Linked DNA regions of Sus scrofa: region 2 is linked to region 1. A link is a contact called in public HiChIP or PLAC-seq data. All regions are on one chromosome and are shown on one strand. Each heading gives the region's core, a stretch centred on a gene start, on an enhancer-like site or on the middle of the called end of the contact. The rest is flanking DNA. Distances are from core to core; before and after follow the strand shown.

Region 1 (6,907 bases), core at 389-2,888:
AAAACCTAATATGCAAAACACGTGGATCATGTCTGAAATAAAATTCTTTTAAAAGTAAAAAAATAAATATATGATATCTCATTGTTGTAAATCTGCTTTTAAAATGAGTCCTTATTTTATGAATAAAAAACAAGAAAACATACTACAGAGAGGGTAAATGAAGAAACCTCTTGATTCTGGCAGTTCTGAATTTTCATTCCTCAAGAAGGGAGAGTGATTTTTTTTTTTTTTTTAGATTTTATTTTTTCTTTTATAGTTGATTTGGTTCCTAGTCGGATTCATTTCTGCTGCGCCACGAAGGGAACTCCTTATAGTTGATTTGAGAGCAATTTTTGAGTTATTTTCTCCAAAACTCTGATTTTTCGGTTTAAGATGTAAAAGCTTTCAAACTATAGAAACCTCGGTTTCATTTAAGATGCTCTCACAGTGATTTTAAATGCCCTATTAAAAAAAATAAGGATGCATTTAAACAGCATCTCTTTTTCAAGGTGTTCTGAGATCTTAGAACAGAAACCATATAAAATATAACAGGATGAAGCTGTCCCGAAAGGTTTCACTTGGTCCAATATTTTTAAAAAAATTTATAGAAAGAAGTGACTTATTTGTAAAAGAAAATTCTCCACAAAGGCCTATCAGGACACTGTCTTCTCCAGGAAATGGCATCCTTTGATAGCGTAGGGCCAGGAATGAGATTAAAATTTATGTTTCTGAATAAAGGGCTTAACATTCTTCTTCAAGACAAGCTACTGCCATCTGACCAGTCTTGAATCATCCAAGTTTTAAAGCCAGCAGAACAGTAGCTAATCCCGAAAGGCAACAGCTAGGGACACTTCTTTCCTGCGCCTCTCCGGAACAAGACTAAGAGTCATTACTGTGGAAGATGACTCCAGAGCATCACTCTGGTGTGTGAAAAGAAGCATTAAAACGACCCGCTGACTCAGGGCCTTGACCGTGACCTCTACAGTTTGCTTTTAGAAAAGGGTGGCGAGGTTGGGCCCACAAACCAAAGTGGTGCCTCGCAGCTCCCATCAACTCACCTACTTTTATTGTCTTGACCACACCCATCACTACCTGAAATTACCTTTTTAACTGCCCTGCTTTCCACCTGTTTCGTTCCCCAGACTACCAGTCCCCGTCGCCGGCCGCAGCCCTCCGACTAGCAGCAGCACGGGCGTGGCCCCAGTCTTTCGCTCCCAGGCAGGGCGACCCCGCCCCTATACCTCCAGGAACAGTCTCTCCGAGGCTCGGTGTGTCCCACGGGCCGGAGCTGGGCCCGCGGAGGCCGCAGCACAGCCAGGGTCTCGAGTGCAGCGCTTACCCATCACCTGGACCCTGCAGATGGCGCACGTATCGCACTCCACGTCCCAGCTCCACATGGCCACCGCGTTCCACTTCTTCAGAGAGAACATCTTGTCGCCTCCCGACTTGGTTCCTGAGCTACCGGAGTGAGAGGACAGGGCGCAGGGCTCCTCGCCGTCTTCCACGTCTGCCATGGCGGCGGCGCGAAGCCGGCGGCGGAGACGTTAGGTTGCGGAAGGCGGGCGACTATGGCGGCTCCCTGGGGCCCCTCGCCGGGCCACAGCGCCGCCCGCAGGCTGCGGGCCACCGTGGGGCCTACGACGGAGGCCGCCCGAGACTGGCTGGCGCGTCCCAGTGACGTCACCGCCCCCGCGCCCTGGGCCCGGCCCGCTCCGACTCTTTGGCCAAGAATGGGCGCCGCGCTCAGGAGGGTTGCCGGTGCAGGAAGCAGGTGTTCTGCTTTATGCCTTCGTGACCCTTCTGGCTCTCACAAGTTGTCATATTGATGTACTCCCTTCCTAAATGAAAACGCCATCGGAGCGAGGACGTGACTTGATCACCACCTTCTCCTGGGTATGTGAAAAATGCCTGGCCTCAGGAGGGGTAGTTATTTGTTGAGTGAATGAATGACTATCTTTTAGAAATCTGGTTCAGCCGTTCTCAAACTTTTTGGTCTTGGCACCCCTTTACACTTAAGAATCACTGGAACATTAAAGAACTTTCGGTTTGTAAAATATGTGTACACACAAACACACACTTTTTTTTTAAGAAATACGAAAAAAATTTTAATGTATTCACTTAAAAAATAACCATAGGAGTTCCTGTTGTGGTTAAGCGATGAGGAACCCGACTAGTATCTAGTATACATGAGAATGCAGGTTCAATCCCTGGCCTTGCTCAGTGGATCGGTGTTGTTGTGAGCTGTGGTGTAGGCTGGTAGCTGTATCCGATTCAGCCCCTAGCCTGGGAACTTCCATATGCCACAGGTGTGCCCCCACCCCCCGCCCCCGCAAGGAAAAGCAATAAACCCATTACAAGTAATCATTAGAACAAGGATATCACATATCTTGTAGCTTTTATAAAACTCCACTGTATACTCACAGGAGAAAGTGAAGAGAAATAGCGGTGAATATTGTTATGCAAATACTTTTGACCTTGTTTCCCCTGAAAGGATCCCAGGAACCCCCGGGGACCACACTCTGAGAACCTCTATCTAGTCCAACATCCTCCTTTTATTGATAGGAATGTTGAGGTCCAGAAAAATAAGATAAAGACACACCATTATTCCCTAAAGGTAACTGTTTTGAATCCAGGGTTCTTCTGCATCTAGCCCGGGGTCATATTATTATGTTTTCCCAAGCAAAGCAGATAACATCTCTATTTAAATAAGAAAGCTGTGGTATGGAGAGCCCACGAAGATGCCTGATCACCACTACCACCTAGTGGTGGACACCTGCTGTGTCGGGTTTGGAATTCAGAGCCTCCCACCTTTTCCTACTGGGCCTCATCCCCTCCTCTCCTGATGTCTGGATGGGGGCTAGAAGCTCCAGAAATCTGGCGGAGGAGGCAAGGAAGCATATATGTGTGAAAATATAAATGTGGATACATTTGGGTCACATTTGGCTAGATGCTGATGGAAGAGGTGACGTTTGAACTGGGGGAAGATGGGAGGCATCGGAGGCCCGGAAGTGGGTGGAGAAAGCAAACCTCTGCAAGGCTGTCAGGTTGAACAGAGCAGTAGTAGTGGTGGCAGATGTAAAGTTGACCCCACTAAGTTTATGAGCCAGACAAAAATGCCTGTAAACAAACCCAGATGAACCATAAAGGACACACATTTTACTCACATTAAGCTACCACACATCTGACTAGAGATGCTATAAATGCCAGATAGTTAATTTAAAAAAGAAGGCTAGAACCAGATGAGGATAAAATGCCCCCAGTTGGGGGGAACTGGGCAGTTTGAAAGAGAAAAGGAGGGAACTCAGATGAAAGGCTAGAGGATGATTAAGAATGAGAAATGGTAGGAGTTCCCTCTCATGGCTCAGTGGGTTAAGGACCTGGCATTGTCACTGCTCTGGCTCAGGTTACAGCTGTAGTATGTTCAATCCCTGTCCCTTCTGCATGCCCTGGGTGTGGCCAAAAAAGAAGGGGACAAGGAATGGTACATGCTTATGCCTCATCTGAACCTCTTCACTCTGTTCCTGGCTTATTGTGTCCTGACTTCTTGTCTGGCCTCCCCATTCAATCTAAAGTGCCTGTTTAATCTGCTTAGATCCCCCTTTCCACCTGACACTAGCCTGCTCAAAATGTTCCATGGCTCTCCATTATCATCAGAACAAAATCTAAATGTCCCAGCTGGTCCTTTAAATCCTGCCACAGTATGGCCCCAACCTACCTTTCTAATGTTATCTCCAAGCACTCCTCTCTGAGACCCTCATCAGATTAGTTGATTCAGCCATCCAAAGACACCTTAGACTCTTCTCTTCCCCCGACTCCATTTAACATCTCTGGAAGTGGTCAGAACCTCCCTCTGTCTGCTCTAACTACATTGCGTTTGCTGTGAGGAAAACTAATTTTCGTGTCCTTACTGACCACTCTTTGCTACTATTTATGCATTCCTCCCAGAAAAATCATAGCGCTTATTGTGTTTCTTCCACTCTTTTGGCACTAGGTCACATAACAACCAAACAGTGCTGTTACTGATGATTATCAAACAATTTTGAGTTTTTACAAATTGATAGCTCATAAGTGATAAGACCTTTAAAATAGGAAAATGAGTATTCAGTGGGAAAAAAAGCAAGCACTGTCAATAGAGTCTCCAGAAATTGCTCTGTATGTACTAACAAACACAGAGCACATCAACTCACTTGAATTTTTAAAATTGTGGTAAAAATACACATAACATAAAATTTACCATCCTAACAATTTTAAAGTGTAGAATTCAGTAGTATCAAGCACATTCACATTGTTATCAACCAATTTCCAGAGCTTTTTCACCTTCCAAAACTGGAAGTATACCCATTAAACAACTCTCCATCTCCCTCTTCTCCCTCCAGCCACCATGCTCCTTTCTGTTTCTGAGTTTGACTACTCTAAATATCTCATATAATTGGAATTGTACAATATCTGTCTTTTTTGTGACTGGTTTACTTCACATAGCATAAAGTCCTCCAGGTTCTTTCATGCTGTATGTAGCATGTGTCAGAATTTCCTTACTTTTTAAGGCTAAGTGATATTCTTTTGTGTGTGTGTGTGTGTTCATTCATCGATAGATCCATAGGTTGCCTCCACCATTTGATTATTATAAATAACGCTTTTATGAACATGGGTGTACAATTATCTCTTCATGATCCTGCTTTCAATTCTTTCTGATATAAACCCAGAAGTGAAATTGCTGATTCATGTTGTATCAATTCATTTTTAATTTTTTTTTTTTTTTTGTCTTTTTGCCTTTTCTAGGGCCGCTCCAGCGGCATGTGGAGGTTCCCAGGCTAGGGGTCTAATAGGAGCTGCGGCCGCTGGCCTATGCCAGAGCCACAGCAATGTGGGATCCGAGCCGAGTCTGTGACCTACACCACAGCTCACGGCAACGCCAGATCCTTAACCCACTGGGCGAGGGCAGGGATAGAACCCTCAACCTCATGGTTCCTAGTCGGATTCATTAACCACTGCGCTACAATGGGAACTCCCTTAGTTCATTTTTAATATGAAAAATTCACATATACTCTTATCTGGGCTTTTCTTTATCTTTAATAGTATGACTAGGACATCTCTCCATATAAGCACTTCCATATCCACATTATTCTTCCTAATGGCTGTGTGGTAGTTTTCCACCATGTGTATTTCCTGTGGTTTATGTCCTGGAGAACCCTTTGAGACATGTAGCTGTTTCCACTGTGCAATGAACAATGCTGCAGTGAACATCTTTATACACATTTCTTTGCATATGTGTGAGGTATATCTGTAAAATAAATTTCTAGAAGTAGAATGTTTGAGTCAAGGCTATGTATTTTTCATTTTGATAGACATTGCCAAAAGACCCCTAAATAAGCACACGGATTTTACACTTCTACCCAGTGGATGTCAGTGGGAAATCTTTAAAAAAGTTTGTTTTGTTTTGGTTTTTGAGCAAGAACAATTTCTCAGGAGGGCTCACACATTGGATATATAAGTTCTGGAGACTTGTTAAATTGATGTCACTACTCTGTAGGCTTCCTTACCCTAAGGATTTATACTATTTCAACTCATGCTCTAATGTTTTTTACTTTTAATGTATGAGGATCTTATCTTCCTTGTTAGATGCTAATCTGCAAGAGTGGACACAATTTTCTGTACCCAACCTCACCTCCTCAGTTAGTTGGGTTCCACTAACTTCCTAGCACTTGTTACATTTTATATGTTGGATGAATGACAGGGTTTGTTTTTATAACTTCAAAATGAAGTCTTAAGTCCTCAGCCACCAGAACTGCTGCAGTGACAATGCCAGATCTTTAACCTGCTCTACCACAAGGGAACTCTGATAGGTACCATTCTTATCTGTATCTTACAGAGGAGAAGTTTAGGTACCTGGAGGTTAACTGACTTGCTCAAGGTCACCCGGAAAGCAGCAGGATTCCACAGAGAATTCTGGTTCATCTAATTGCCTAGCCCATGCTTTTTATCCCTGTACTGTATACAATTTACCTAATTCAATTTATCATCTATGCATTGATCAGGATACTGCTTCCATTTCCTTTGGAGCTATTGAAATCTTACAGAGTGTGGAGGGTAGAGTGATCAGAATTTTCCTCATTTGGGGAAGATCCCCATTGTTAGGGTTGTTGCCTTTTAGAAAGTGGTTATTTTCCCCCAAAATCCCTATTTTTCCCAACCATAGATATATTTATGAAAGACAAGTCTTTCTTTCTTAAAGATCATGACTTCCTTCAAACTATAAATTTCACACGCACAAGAGAACAAGCTTCAGAGAAGAATCCCACTTATTTTTACCAAGGCTTATTTATAAAGTCAACATTTTAGAAAATGACAAGCATGGTAGGACTAACACTACTTTGAACTTTCATTAAGGAGTCTTATCAAATCTTACAACTTGAAAGGGGCTTGGTTATAGTGAAAAATATTATTATAGAACAAACAATATCTTTCCAGGCATGTGTGGTAGGTCATGGAAATAGATAAAATCCATATGGCTATATGGCATCCATATTCAGTTTCTAGCCTGTGAAAAAATGAACAAGAGATAATAAATAGAAAAAAATGAAAAAGGAAGTTCAACTACATAGAGAGTAAGCACATGTAAATCATTACCCCTTAAGATGTAGAACAGCTTCATAAAGAGCTTAGGTAAATTCATTGTTTTAGATCCACAAATAGGCTAATTGGAGCCAGGATTTTGTGTGTATGTTGTGGTTTGAAGAGAAGAGGTAGAGTTTGCACTATTCTTTGAGAGAACTATGTTATTCTGTTACCGCTCGTCCCTTGGTCATCATCCATCAGTGTGGAATGATGCTTTAGGGGAGTGTTACCTAGAACCCAAATGTTCCTGATTTGATCAAGTGCAAAATGTGCTACTCAGGGCACCATCTATCCTAGCAGAGTGCCCAGACTC
Region 2 (6,426 bases), core at 2,072-4,571, 1.2 Mb before region 1:
GTCCAAGAAAGCCAGCAGTATTGTCTACTTTGATCATTTACCTCTCTAACCCAATTTTTTGTAATATGACAGAAAGTAAACACTGTCACAGAGGAAAATAACAAGGCACACAATCCCATTGTATTAGCAGTATTACCAGCACAGGAGATGCAGAAGAATGAGAATACCACATTCTCTTCATATTCTCATTTTGCTGAGCAAACAACTCTTACAATCAAAATTAATTTTTATAAATTAAAATCTAAGGAAATATGTTTAACATTTTTCTAAGCAAAATTATAGGCTCTTTGCCTCTCTTCCTAAAATCGAAGCTACAACATGGCACCAACACCCCTCCCCCACAGAGCATTATTTTAGTCTGGTGATACAGAAATAAATACACAGGAAATTTTTTGCTAGTTCCTAAAACATTTACTGAATTTCTACATTTGCCAGGCTTTAAAGTGAAAAGCATAGCAAAATTACACAAAAAATAAAGGGCACGTGGTCTCTTCATTAGGTGACTACACGTAAAGATTAAATCATTTGACTACATATACTTGAAACAATTTTAAAAGCAAGAAGAAACTAGCTAATTTAACATGTTATAATTAAGACACATCAAATAATTTTGCCATTGTCATTGGCAAGAATCTGTTTATTTTTAAAACTTCTTCTGAGATATAATTGACATAAAACACTGTATTAGATTCAGGTATACAGCATGATGATTAAATATCTGTATACACTACAAAAACATCACCACAATAAGCCTGGTTAATAGCCATTTGCCTTACAGTTTTCTTCTTGTGATGAGAACTAAGATCTACTCTCAGCAGCTTTCAAACATGCAATACAGTAGTATTAAAGACTGTCGCCATGCTGTACATTACATTCCCTTGTACATTTTTAAGCTTAACATTTTTCTCAGTGTCTAGAAGTATGATTAACAAGCATCTCTGACCATATCAATAGGAATTTAATAACTACAATTTAACAAAGAGTAAGAAAGCACAAAACTGAAGAATCTGTTCACTCCCTCTGTATTGTAGTAGAATAATCCTCACTCATCTAAACTCCCCACAGGAAAGGAAATCAAACTAGAGAGCAAAGGCTAGAAATTCCAAGTACTGAAAGTATTAGCAAAAATGATCTTAAACTCTCTCCAATAAATTCTGGACTTGGGTTAGAAATAAAAAGCAGCAATGTGGATAGTCATTATGTTAACTAATGACCTAGATTCTAAATCTCAGCATTAGAACTTATCCTGATATTTTGAAAAGTAAATACTTTTCATTTCCTCTAAGAACAAAAGGGAAAAGCAAAGGAACTAAGAGTTATTCACTCATTTAACCTTTACGTCAACCCTGTAGAAAAAGAGATTATATCCACATTACCAACAAGGAAGTTGAGGCTCAAAAGTTTAAGCAATTTGCGACATCATAAATAAAGTACCAAGTCAGAATTTGAATCCAAATCTCGACTTTGTTATCAAAATCCATAATCTCTCCACTACCTCGTGTACCCTCCATATTAATGCAAAAAACCATATCATTTGAGCCCTACTATATTTTACAGACATCGTAGGAAACCTCTTAATCACATCAATTGACGATAATCTAAAGCAATACAAACTGAAAAGATTCCTGGCAGATTCAACAATTTACACTTACCAAAAAAAAAAAAAAAAAAGCCATATACAACCCTGACAAATACTCTTAGAGAAGGCTGAACATATGCTTTAAAATGTTTTCAATGTATCCAAGGCCTCAAATAGGAGATACTAAAGTATTATTTTGAGAAGAAACAAAAATAGTGACGCTTACCGGTGAATTTTATGGATGTGGCTAACTTTGGTAATCGTTCCCTAACAGTAAACAGGGCTGTTTTTCTGATGAGTCTGCTGAGGAAGTGGGCAGAGTGATGTACCCAACTACTCCCCTCCTCATCAAGGGGAAATTAAGTGGGGAGAGGAGAAACAAGGAGTAAACGCAGAACGTAAAGCAGCCAATACTGGCCTTCTATCATAGCCTCCACACAACTAAAGGATTTCTGGTAAATCCATTACTAATTACGAACTAATTATAGACGTCATGCACCAAATGGCATAAAGATTATGATTAGAAACTGAGAAAGCAAGTATATAATAGGTTATATTTCCCAAAACAAACTGCACACACAGAACTAGCCCCGTCTACAGTAAACTTAACTTCCTAGTAACCGACTTGCAATTCATACACACTCTTTAAGATGTGTATTACACAATTTCTTACATCAGCATAGAAAAGCTTAACAACTACTTTGGGCACTATCTACTACTTTTAATATCGTTTTGAAAAAGAAACTCAAAGCAAAAACGATTAAATGACCCGTCCAAGATGGCAACTGGTGCCAGATGCTAATCACAACCTAAAGCTAAACTACTCCCACAGCTCAGTGGTTTCACAATACTTGCACACGATTCCCTGTACACTCAAAAGCAACTTATGAAAGTTCTCCTTTCGGGAGGTGATGAGGACCCCGAGTCCTCGAAAATGAGCCCTCCAAAGAAGCGTTCATTTCATACTTCCCCTTAAGGGAGGTAAGACCACGTGTAGAGCGTAGCATTAACCTTGGTGATGCAGCACCGCAAAGGAGAACTGCTCCCGCCTCTGCATTTCCCACCCCGCGTCCCTCCACTATAGGGCCTCCCCTCACAATCTGCAGCCCTAGAGATTATTTATTCCCTGCAGGACGTGAGGGAAATTGAAGGAGGCCAGAAGCGTACGAGATCCAAACCCCAAAGAACCGAGGAAAGAGAAGTAGACCTTAAGTACCGGGAAGTGATTCCCGCCTCTCCTAGACTCTGTCCCGGAGCTTCAGAGCGCAACAAGCTGAAATACAGAGGCGCGTTTTCCTGGCGTCAGACCTCAGTGTAAATCCCTGACTTCACCCCAGTGGTAAGCGCGGGGCGAACTACTCATGCCACCTGCCCCGGGCCCGCCAGCCTCGAGCCGAATCCAGGCTGGGACCGAGGGGAGATACCAGGCCTCTCAACCTGCGCACCACGGTGCGTCTGCGCCCCGGCCTACCGTCGCGACCGGAACGCGGACTTCCACCCCAATCTCCTCCCGCTGGCCAGAAGTGTCTGTAGTCTCCAGACGACAGTGATAGACTCAATGACTCACGAAGTCCTTTAAGAAATTACCTTTGAACTGGCCTTCTGAGAGCCGCCTGGCGTTTTGTCCGCCATCTTGAGCTTTGCCCCTCCTTCGGCGGCGGCAGCAGCAGCACGGGCGAGTCGAACGCCGAAAGACTGGATCTCAACACAGCCCGCCAGAGGCGCCTGCAAGGCTGAATAGTCGATTGCCGACTATTCAAGGGGAAGTGGCCACGTGACTTCCGGTGTCGGTCTTCTTTTTTTTTTTTTTTTTCCAGCCCTGCCCACTCTGCTGAATATCTGTGGGCGTCTCCCTGGCGGGTTGCTTTCTCCGCCGGAGAATTTAGGGAATCTTGTCCAGGCTTTCAGGGCTGGTTGGAATGCACCCTTTTCTCAGTGCCAGCCCTTGATAGGCGCGAACTAGTTGCACTTGCTGGATGAGTTAGGGAAAGCCTTCTTAAAGAAGAAATGCATGGGTCAGCCGGGAGGAGTTTTTACTTCGACTCAAGTAAACCTGGAGCCAACAGGAGAGTGGGCTGAGGTATGGTGCTCCATGGACAAAGATGGTGTTCCCGCCACCTCTGGCTCTCATCCCCTAGGGGGAAAGGCAAACTTGCGGTCTGTTCAAGTTACTTTAAAATGCAGTGGTGCCGAGAAGCAGAGCAGGGCAGCTTTTGACCCAAGCTGAGATTCCAGCAGTGGGGTTGTTGGATAGTCTGTTTAAGGCGTCTGCAAAATGGGTGCGTGGAGAGAAAGGATGCATGAGAGAAAAATCATAAGCAGACGATAGTCTAAATCTAGCATTCATATAAGTTATTATTTAAAATTTTTTTTATTTCGGAGTAGATTTACAATGTTGTGTTTTGGGTGTACAGCAAAGTGGATTCAGTTACATATATACAGTTGTGTGTCATTTAAGAGACTTATAGGAGTTCCCATCGTGGCTCAGGGGTAACTAACCTGGCTGGGATCCATGAGGAAGCAGGTTTCATCCCTGGCCTCACTCAGTGGGTTAAGGATCCATCCTTGTGGTGAGCTGTGGTGTAGATTGCAGATGCAGCTCAGATCTTGCATTGCTGTGACTGTGGCTTAGACCAGCAGCTGTAGCTCAGATTCTGCCTCTAGCCTGGGAATGTCCATATGCCACACCTGTGGCCCTAAAACAAAAAAAAAAAAAAACAAGATAAAAGAGTTACATTTTACAGTTTGGTATTGCTTTCATTTTTAATCACAAATAGAGGAGAGTAACCATACTTCAGTGCTCTTTTCTTTCTTTTTTCTTTCTTTCTTTCCTTCTTTAATAGGATCTGTATTCAAAGAAGGAAAGCTTGCTTGAGGAGGTCATTCCTGAGCCAAACCAGGCAAAGAAAATGGAAAGAGCTTTCCAGGCAAAGGAAGTACTTGAAACAAAATCCGATGGCATGAATCAATATAGCCCAACTGTGCAGTCACAGTAAGCAGTCACGTTGTATTAGACCAGGTGTAGGGCTGGAGAGGTGGATGGAAGCAAGCTCACACAGGGCCCTGAGGTAACCACTGTGCTTGGGGAGTTAGAATTCTATTCTGAGGGCAAAGAGTAGCCTTCAACAGAATTAAGTAGGGCTGTGATGTCCAATTTTAAGCTTTAAAAGATTGAGCACTAGAGGAAGAAGAAGGGTTCATGACCAACTCCTGAAGTCATTTATTCAAAGTATTTTTGAGTCCCGCTTGGTATATAAAAGCCTACATGGAGTATTGAAAGGCTTACAGAGGCAAAAACACGGTGTCTTCATATGATTTAAGACTAACAGGAATGGGGGAAAGAAATGAGGAAAAGCAAACTAACACTGGAGAATTCAACTGATGCTTCAAGGAAGGATCACCAGCTGTGGGAACTTTTCAAGAAGTAATTAATTCTGGAGGTAGGGATGGGGGTAAGGAGATGGAGGAGGTTTAAAACCAAAGGGAAGGAAGCATTTGAGCCAACTCTGAAGAAGTAGAATATTGTCTGTTGGATGGTGTTGGGGGAAAGGGAGGGGAAGTTGGGGAAGTAGTGAGGGACGCCCTTAGAACAGGATCTGACACATGGAAAGACTAAAAATCATGTGCCAGGCACTGAGGAATCAGCAGGCTAGGAAGGACTCCTATTTTATGTGGGAGATGGGGTTTGAAGAACAGAGAGTAAACAAACAGGAAATCATCAGAAAGTTACACGTGCTCTACATTGAATGGGAGTGATGCTTTGCAACCTCCAGTCCTATTAAATTTATTTTCAAGCCCAGATTTTTTCAGTTCTGGGCTTTCCACTCTCACCTTCATCCTAGCCTCTAATTGAAGGCTAATCAAATTTGTTTGTTTGTTTGTTTACTCTTGTTGGAGATATCACTTCCTCCAGAAAGACTTAAAGACTTCCCTCCCGCACTAAGCCTAAGTAAGAGGCTCTACTTCTGTTGCCATAGGAACCTATTTCCCACTCAAGATGCTCATCACACTAGATCTTAATTATCTGTTTACAATCTAGGATTAGAAAGTGAAATCAGCTGAGCTGAAGGGCAATGTAAGGGCTTGGCTATGTCTAGCCATGTTCTGGCAATGCTGCAGGCTGACTTTGTCACAAAGTGAATATATACATGCTTTTCATTCAAATCCCTAAAGTCCTACTTCACATAAAAAAATCATTTTATTAAATGCTTACTCCTGAAGACTTAAAAATAAGGAGACACAGACTTCTTTCTCTTACGATAAAGCCCCAAAGGAAGTCAAACCAGTATGACCTGAGTAGAAATGACACATAGTCCTTGATTAAGACCTAATTATATACATTCTTAAAAACTCACAATCATGATTAAGAGTAGAGTTCTCTGTAATGCATATAAGTCATGAAATCAGGGTCCTCTTGCTCAAACCACAAATTAAGGAGGATGAGATAGCATAAATATAAATACAGATGGAATTTTACACAACCTGAAATTTTTCATTAGATTCATAATTACTCTTGCCAGGTGACTACCCATAAAGAGAAAATCAGGAGTTCCTGTCGTGGCGAAGCAGATAAGAATCCGACTAGGTACCATGAGGTTGTGGGTTCCATCCCTGGTCTCAGTTGGTTAAGGATCTGGCGTTGCCGTGGCTATGGTGTAGGCTGGCAGCTGTAGCACTGATTGGACCCCTAGCCTGGGAACCTCCATATGCCAGAGGTGCAGCCCTAAAAAGAAAAAGAAAAAAAAAAGGTAAGAAAATCATACAACTGCAGTTAGTGTTACTTTTTTACAATCCACAATAAAACCATGCCATTCTTCTCTTTCTGATGTGTTGGTTCTCCAGTCACA

What was found. HiChIP or PLAC-seq counts read pairs in DNA pulled down with a chosen protein or histone mark.
Region 2: an H3K27ac HiChIP or PLAC-seq map of alveolar macrophages shows a contact between it and region 1. The contact joins the promoter of U2SURP here to the promoter of RNF7 in region 1. A contact is called at or near these places in 1 of 5 promoter capture datasets (fetal liver) and 1 of 2 datasets of contacts at active chromatin or transcription factors (alveolar macrophages).

Annotation. Positions count from the first base shown.
Region 1 is chr13:82,543,206-82,550,112 of Sscrofa11.1, reverse strand. It overlaps RNF7 (ring finger protein 7), which reads right to left and starts at 1,638. Exons shown (of 3, transcript NM_001245011.1): 1 at 1,319-1,638. The coding sequence starts at 1,493. LOC102160777 (a long non-coding RNA gene) reads left to right here and starts at 1,673. Exons shown (of 3, transcript XR_001300354.2): 1 at 1,673-1,872. It overlaps LOC100515582, which reads right to left. Exons shown (of 11, transcript XM_013982099.2): 11 at 4,892-6,517. The coding sequence ends at 6,506.
Region 2 is chr13:83,701,396-83,707,821 of Sscrofa11.1, reverse strand. U2SURP (U2 snRNP-associated SURP motif-containing protein) reads right to left here and starts at 3,321. Exons shown (of 28, transcript XM_013982108.2): 1 at 3,167-3,321. The coding sequence starts at 3,211.